Linked DNA regions of Zea mays: region 1 is linked to region 2. A link is a contact called in public Hi-C data. All regions are on one chromosome and are shown on one strand. Each heading gives the region's core, a stretch centred on a gene start, on an enhancer-like site or on the middle of the called end of the contact. The rest is flanking DNA. Distances are from core to core; before and after follow the strand shown. Region 1 holds the start of LOC100216674. Region 2 holds the start of LOC100381582 (RNA pseudouridine synthase 3 mitochondrial).

What was found. A called contact is a pair of places that touch in the nucleus more often than the background predicts.
Region 1: a contact with region 2 is called in a Hi-C map of ear, with 2.3 times the contacts expected there. The contact joins the promoter of LOC100216674 here to the promoter of LOC100381582 in region 2. A contact is called at or near these places in 3 of 25 Hi-C or Micro-C datasets (ear, leaf and tassel).

Annotation. Positions count from the first base shown.
Region 1 is chr4:43,913,878-43,918,258 of Zm-B73-REFERENCE-NAM-5.0, reverse strand. It overlaps LOC100216674, which reads left to right and starts at 2,328. Exons shown (of 6, transcript NM_001348782.1): 1 at 2,328-2,513; 2 at 4,299-4,381.
Region 2 is chr4:43,719,085-43,723,361 of Zm-B73-REFERENCE-NAM-5.0, reverse strand. It overlaps LOC100381582 (RNA pseudouridine synthase 3 mitochondrial), which reads left to right and starts at 2,252. Exons shown (of 8, transcript NM_001412104.1): 1 at 2,252-2,949; 2 at 3,288-3,359; 3 at 3,440-3,608. The coding sequence starts at 3,468.

The DNA of each region.
Region 1 (4,381 bases), core at 1,079-3,578, 190 kb before region 2:
TTTAACCAGAATCTATAATCTCATAATCTGTGTATCCAAATATCCAGATTCTAACCACCAACTTCTCCCCACAGCTAGTTTTTTTTATAGACAGCTTTTCAGAAAAAGCCGAACCAAACAGACTCATAGTACTCTCGGAGTTGAAGTCAAGCATTCACCGGAAAAAGTGGTGCAGCCAAAAAAGCTACCGGCTAATGTACAATACCGACGGGCAAGGAAAATGCTATTTACAGAGTGCGGACCCCTTTACTCCGTATATTTTTTGGTATTTTTTAGCTTCTGTCTTCTGGGCATCAAAAGCTGCTGCGAATAGGGGTGGGCGTTCGGGTTACCCGAAAATTTCGGGTTGGGTAATTCGAGTTTTTAAAATTTCAGGTTTTGAGAATCGATACCCGAAATGACAACGGATTTTGCAATACCCGAAAATTCGGGTACCCAAAATTTCGAGTTCGGGTAATCCCGAACTATTGTGTCGGCTTCATAAAAACACATACATCCTATTAAATCAGTATAAAAATATAGTTTAAATAATGATATGCATGGACATATAAAACACAAACAATCTACAATCACAAGTTATGCACACATACACATAATTATAAATGTACAAATTAATAATTAAGCATGACATGTGTACATGACACATGAAAGTTCGGGTATTTCGGGTACCCGATTATGATACCCGAATTACCTGAACTGAATTCGGGTTTTGCAAGTTATTACCCGAAATTCCCGAACAAAATTCGGGTTTCGGGTATTTCGGGTTCGGGTATTCCGGGTTCGGGTTTCGAATTACGGGTTTTTTGCCCAACCCTAGCTGTGAACTACTTCCTTCATTCATAAATATATGACATCGATGACTTTTTTTAAAAAAAATAACCACACGTCTTATTAAAAAATAATGAGTTATTTTTTTGTAATTTGTTTTATCACTTAAGATAGTTTGTGCTTGACTTAAAATTTTACATTTTTGAATAAATATTTTAAATAAGACAAGTGGTCAGAGTTTTCGAAAAAAAATCAACAATGTCATATATTTGTGAACGGATGTAGTACCAAACACCCTAGCTTTTCTGCCCACTTCTATAAGAATCACTTTGATAAAAAACGTCCAAAATCAACATGAACACAGAATCGGTTGAGTCGTCACGATATTAGGAATCCATCGCTTTCTAGATTTTTGAACCCTTTGACAACTTCATCTTCCTCAGCACGTAATCCTCACGATACTCAGATTTTTTCTACAGCCAGATTTTATCCACAACCAAATTCTCAGAAAAGTTGGTGAGAAGTGTGAGAGATGGAATAAAATTAAAAAGAAATAATATAATATGTGATACTTGGTATAGAGTTGAGATATATAGAGAAAATATGAAGACGAATGATTGTGGTATACCATAAAAAAAATGATGATAAAAATAAAATATTCCTTTTAGAGTAGAAATTTAGAGTTGTACGAGTACAAATAGCCTTAGGTAACATAGGCCACAAATTGTATCGTATGTAGCTAACATTAATTACTAGAGACATTGGCAATTTTGTCATTATCATTTATAGGCTTCACTAGTATATCACCGGGACCACAAATCATAGACATAGATAATCACACCAGTCATAAACACGGATGTCATAATAACATTGAGCCAAAACTGAGGGTGACAAAATAGCAAACCTCTCTAATTACTAGCTGCCAAGAAAATTAACTAAAGTTTTACCTACAACAATTACTAGCTAGTGTCTTACCTGCTACTTAACTAACAATTAGTACGAGCTGATTTACCCCTAGCTATGACCAATTTCCATGGAAAAAATGGAAATGTAGCCCCACGCCTGAAATGCGCCGAGACCAATTTTCGTGAACGAAAAAAGTGCCGGTGAAACCAATTTCCGTGGAAAAATAGAATGAGTGCGGTATTATATATCTATACCATTATATAATCTACTGATTTAAACTTTATAAAATCTATCCAACCAAATTATCTATATACTCGTAATATCAACTAAATTCACCAAATAAATTATATATAGACTTAACATAACATCGAAACAACAGTTCAGGTCCTTATCCAGTTATCCTCCACCTCTATTAAATTTAATTGACAATATTATTTCCCACATTCCTCGTGCCTCTCCCCGCGACTCCGCCGTCTACCTCTCTCTCGACACTGTCACTCTCTTCACTCACTTGTGCTGCTGCTGCCATCGTCGTCGATCTCTTGCTCCATAAAAATCGTAGTGTTATATATTAATATACAAGAAATACTCTCCCCGTTTACACCCTTTCTCTCTCATCGCCGCTGATTTCTCCTCCCCTCTGAAAGCCTTTTGACCGTTGCAGTCTCTCTCTCCCTCTGTCCTTCCGTTCCCGGCCACTCCTCTCTCCCTCTCTTCTCTCTCTCTGCAGACTGCACAAAGCCGCCTTCGTCTTCCACTCGTTCTTGTTTACACACACAGCACAGCACAGCACAGCAGCCTCCCGGGAAAGAGAAGGCAGTTCCCTCACTGTCTCTCAGGTATACCTCCGATTCTTATTCTAATGCGAATGCATACACGCAGCTCGCGCGCATCGCTACTTTTGTTCTGTTTTAGTTAATGTTGGCAATCGATGCGGTCGGGGTGAGGAATCTGTGGGGACCAAAGCGAGTAGAGAGAGAGAGAGAGAGAGGCGGAAGGAATGGATTCGTTCTCGTAGAGCTAGCTGCTCCCGATCTTTAGAATTCCGCGCGTCCTCCGAGCGCTCCAAGAACACGTACGCCGTCGCTGGCTTCTCCTATCGGTACGCCCTCCTACTGTTTTATGCTCCGTTCCTCGTCGCCTTTGCTTCCTTCGCACTTCACAACCACGTCTGCCTGTTCCCGCTGACTCGGCCTCCGTTCTACTCCTTTTTTTTCTGTGCATTTTTCTCGTCGCCGTTCGATCTTCGTTGTGGCAACTGGCGAAGGGGAACTGTCCACGGTTCTTGCTGCAGCAGTATTTGATGTTTCTGTTCTTTTTTCCCCCTCTCGTCTCCTCCTGATTTTGCCTCCCGCCTCCTTCGCCTGGTCCGCCGTACCTTCGGCGTTCGTCAGGACTGTGCCGTGCCGTGGGTTTTCAGATTGTTGTGGATCTTTTCAATCAACTAACACATCCTTCGTTTTCGGCGTTTGTTCCGCAATTCCAGCCCTCCTTGTTTCGGCATGGATAGCTGTGGTGCGTTCAGAGGGAGACAGACATTTGTGCCCTTCCATTGTCAGCCGAGTTCGTGGTTTCACGTCTTGGCATACAATGGGCCCTTCTCTGATCTGTTAAAAATCAAAATTTTCAGTGCGGACAGGAGTTTTGTAGAGATTGCCGTTCCACTCCAGTTTTCTTCTCACGCTAGCAAGAGAAAACTGAACATTGGATTCCTAGTAGCTTTCTTTCTCTGAAGCAGTTTCGTTTCCCTGAGCTGCCAAGAGCCCAAGACCTCTCTCTCTCTCTCTCTCTCTCTCTCTCTCTCTCTCTCTGCAAAGAGACAAAGTTATTGTTAGTCATCACCAGATTTTTGGGCCTTAGCTGCAGTTCTGTATGTTTCCTATATTTTTTTTACTTTTGACAACTGCATAGACAACTGAATACTATTACTCCATCCAGTTCCACCAATCTATACAGTGTTCAAGGCTTATATTCGTGCTCTCTTTTCACTGTTAAAATCTTCAGCGGCTGATCCCTGATTTCACATATATGATATCTCTTTATTGCCTTTCATGTCTGTCTATAGTTTAAGGACCCCATTAATGACGGCGAACAAAATGTGCGCATTGTACTAGCACACTGGTAGTTTCAAGGCGCTGTCCTCACCCTGCATCTTACAGTGTCCTGAACTGAATTTAGTTTTAGTTGTCAGGGTCCGTTTACTGTGACCATCATTATGCAAGTAGCAGAAGGTAGGCCCCTTCATCTCTTGCTGGGCCAAGGATGATAGCCTTCACTTTCATGCTTAGTTCTCTTTAGTAAGGAGAAAACAATTTGGTTGCTACCGGACAAATGTGTAGCGCAGTGTAGGGCATGTTGCAGTGGGGCATTTCATTTGCAAAGGATCATCTTTTTTTTTTCTGATGTCTTGTAGCTTTCATTCTACTTTTGGGAATGATAGTTTCAGGGCTTGGTAAGTGGCCAAGTAGACGAATTTCATCTTCTCATGGTTTTCGACTTGCACATGGATAACATAGGCTTTAGTTCCCTGTCGATACATGTAGTAAGTTAGTAACCTTATTGTATATGACCATTTCGCATCATCAATGTTGTTTATGAACTCTCTGAAACTTGCCAAATTGTAGGATTGTGGTCCAGGTCATCTCCCCGTTCGCTGGCTTCAGCAGCAGAGCTCTTGCTGGCAAACAAGTGATCTTTCTACAGTTTT
Region 2 (4,277 bases), core at 1,003-3,502:
CAACTGGAGTGCTGGACTTCGAGTGCGGAAAAAGTGAACCGCCGCCCGTGGTACCGTGCCTCTTCATCTCCGCCGCAAGAAACAACAGCCCAGACTATGACACGGGGGCCCGGGCCCACGAGTCATACTCCTTGGGTGTCGGTTCCCGGGTGCAGAAAAAGCGTACCGCCGCACGCGCCGGTAGTGTGCTTCCTCGGGGCCGCGGCAGAAGACAGAGAAGGTGATTTTTTAAACCAATGCAGCGGTATCGAGGCGCCTCGTGCGTGGCCCGGTGAAACCACCAGGTGTGGGGGCCGCGGGTCAGTCAGCTGCGGAGACAAATATGGTAGTTGGCGTGACCGAAGGCGGGTTGACGGGTAGTACGTCAGCAGACGCATGGAAGCGGCGCGCTAATCACCAATCAGGCTATTGGCCCCACCTGCAGGCTCACATCCTCCCATGAGGTGGACCCGGGAGCCACTGTCAGTACCCTAAAACAGGGGTACCCCTTACTACCGTATGAAGACGCAGTACCCACGCGACTATCTTTAGTCGCGTGGTAAAGGAGTTGTGCGTGGGACCAGACCATGGCTCGTCCCAGCCTCGGGCGACTACTCTGGGCCAGCGACAGCTCCCGACCCCTCCACGTGGATGGTTCCGGGGCCGCCACGTGGCCGGAGAAGATGATATACTCCGAGGTATCAACAGTGAGTCCGGACCCCCAAGGAAAAGTGTCGGACCCCTGTATATATAGATTGGGCCTCTGGGTAAGGTCCAGGACCCCACGGGCGCAAACCGGACCCTTAGGATGGGGTCCGGACCCCTCCATGTGGGGTCCGGGCCACTCACGGCAGGGTCCCAGGATTCTGGGATAGAGAATGCCCAGGCCTTAATCAAGGCCAGGCGGGGGTCCAGAGCCGACACGTGTCCGAACCTTATCGTTTACGCTTCTGCTCCCCGCCCAGGCCGAGCCCCGATGCTGCCACGTGGCATGGTGCACGTGACGTAAGCCAACGGGCGGAGCCTGACGTAAGGCCTCCGGGCTACGCGGCCTCTGCATTTATTGCGGATAAGGCGCGCCGCCTGTCCATTCCACTGGCAGGCGGTGTACCGTCTCTGCATTTAATGAGCCCTGTCCATTCCGCTGACAGGCGATGTGCCGCCTCCGCATTTAATGAGACATGTCCATTCTGCCGGCAGGCGGCGACCAGTCCGTTCCGCAGGCGGCGTGCCTGTCCATTCCATTGGCAGACGGTACGCCCATACTGTTGCGTGCACTATGCTCATCATCACTCGCGCGTTACCAAGGAAGCAGCCGTCGTATACCAATACTGCGTGGACTGTGGACATCGAGGCACACAGGAGATTGCACAGGCGTTAGTTACTCCTATAATATATTCCTTCTGTTATGTTCCTAGGCCCACATGTCGGGGCTCAGCATCCTTGTATGTGCCTCACTTGAGCTATAAAAGTGAAGGCACACGACGTTACAAGACAGATTCACTCAGACTCTCAGACTCACAAGTTTATACAAGCTCACAGACTCAATACAACACACAGTGGAGTAGGATATTACGCTCCGGCGGCCTGAACCACTCTAAACTCTCGTGTCCTCGTGTGTTCTTCCACCCTTCAATAGACAGGCAAAACGCTTACGGTGTGTTTGGTTTGACTTTTGGCTTTGGCTTTTGCCCCCTAAAAGCCAAAAGCCAACCAAAGGGCTAGATCTAGGAAGCAGCTTTTTCTAAAAGTCGACTTTCTCGCAGTGCAAATCTGAAAGCACCCCTGGACCTGCTTTTAGTGGCTTTTCGGATGGAACTGTGAAACATATATCGAAGAATTTTTAGCGACTTTTAGTGGTTTACACCAAACGGTTTTTAGCTTTTTAACAGCTTACAGCCTACAGCAGCTTTTTCCATAGCTCACAGCCCACAGCAACTTTTTTTACAGCCACAGCCCAACCAAACAGACCCTTAGTCCACTCCTCATCTTAGGATTTAGGGCGCGTGCGTTCCGCCACCCGGCCGGAGAATTTCCTCTCCGACAGCGTGCGTGAGGCCGTAAGGGCATAATCGGTACAACGCTTCACGGGCCCACCTGCCAGGTCCGCCAAAATTATCCGCGACTTGTTTTGATGAACGAGCAGGCTTAAGCGACCGTTTTTGACGAGTTAAACTTGAAACGGTGTATTTTGTGGAGCGGCAAGATAGAGCGATCCGTTTTGACAAATTCCTCCGACGGAACATCCACACCCCTGGTGGCCGCATCCACCTACGGCTTCCTTTTGGTGCAGCACACCTTCATCGGGCCCTCAGCGACCGACGCCGCCTCCGACGACAGCCCCTGGAAATTGGAAGCCAAACCCAGTGGCCATCGCAAAATCTGACCGCCGGCTACTGGCCTCTCCGTGCGTGTGACTGTTCGTTTGATTTCCAATTGGAAGCTGGATCGATGGAGATCGTGGATGAGAGGAGGCGACGGCGCCCTCTCTACCGGTTATAAAGGTGGCACCGCAGATGCTCCGGTCGGACCCGGCCCACCAGTCGAAACGGAGAGAAGGGTGAAGTCCTCCAACCAAACCTGAAAACGGCGGCACGCGGGTCGACTGGAAACAATACGGACGACTAGTGGCCTACGCCCTGCGGGATGCTGTGCCGCGGCCGACGCCGTCCGGGGCTGTGGCGGTGGCCGACGGCGCTGCGGCGGCTGTCCCGGCTGGCACCGCCTGCGCCTGCGCCTGCCGACCCGGTGGTGGTTCGCGTCGACGCCAACAACGTCGCGCGCTTGGGGGCGCCCAAGCCCCGGCCGAGGCCGCGGCAGTTGCTCTCACTGCCGCCGTTCCCCGCAGGGCAGGACCCTCTCCCAGGAAGGAAGGTGGCGCCGCGACGCGTGACGGCAGTGAGCTGGGTGAAGCACTATTTCGCCGACGTGCCGCAGGAGGCCGTGCAGGCTCATTTCAACAGGAGAATGGTATCTCTCTGCTTCTGCCCCCTTTTTGGACTGGCATTCCTAACCGCCGGAGCTTTGTTTGAATGGTCAGATTTTTTTTCCAATTAGTGTTGATTATGAATTGTTGAACTACTGATGTTATCAATCCTAGTTTAATTACTCATTTCAGTTACTTGCATCAGAACTTTTTTCTTGTTTGATAATAGCAACAGAGCCTCTTTCATATGCCTTAGTGTCTTCATAGCATCAGTTGAACACATAAATTTACTGAGTTAATGTCATAGCAGCTTGCACAACCTGTAGCTGTATGCATCTTTGGTTGAGCATCTAAGATAAAACAAAAACTATTTGCTATTCAGGTTTTTTCTGAGTGCTATGACCACAAGGTTTCAGCTGACAGCATTCGAACTCAGAAGCATCATCTGAAAAAGGTGCCAGCGAAGTATTTGCTCTATAACTCTTTTTGTATGTTGTTGTTGTACTTTGTGAATAAAGTAAATATGGTCCTCAGTTGGTTGCAGATAAAACATAATGATGCTATGGAGCCTGGAATGAGGATTCACCTTCCTGTTTCAGTGGCTGAGAGTGACATAAAGAAGCGTTATGAGACCATTCCGACTGCCACACTGCATCCTAATAAAGATGAGATCGAGTACCTGAGGAGGCTAGTCATCTACAGGGTATTTTTCTCCTTTGTAGGTTGTATTGCTAATGTCGATAGCCGATATATAGACTACATTCAATAATCTACATGACTACATTAATAGAGAAATGCTATTTTCTGTGGATAATAGGCCTCTGTATATCAGCATTTTTTTGAACGTAACGGCAGGAGCTCTGTCTTTCAATTAAGAAGAATATAATTGACCTAGTTTTAAGGAAAACCGGGCCTGAAACCTATATAGAATGCACAAACAGCCCAGACAACCAAAGCCCACACACACACAACCTATCCAGAGTTATCGTTGCCGAGCTTGACCCAAGGGACAAACAACTCCGACTGCGCAAGACGGGCCACACATGGCCAAAGGAAACATCATGATGACGCCTAAATCCAAACACCGACACAGAAGGAGGAAGATCGCGGTGTGTCGTCATTGCCAAGCCTCAACACATCCCACGTGAGGAAGCTCTGATTCTTCACTAACGAGCTTGATCCTCCGCCCTGCCCCCGGCAATTACCCAAACCTCCGAAACAATCTAGCCCATGAAGAAGGGGGTTTCTTAGCTGTCATCATTACCGAGCCACATCCCCTGATGCAGTAGCTTCGACTTCATGTTGCAAAGGCCCACCTTCACCCGCAAATCAGACATCGAGAAGCGAAAGCAACCACCGAAGGCTATGCCGT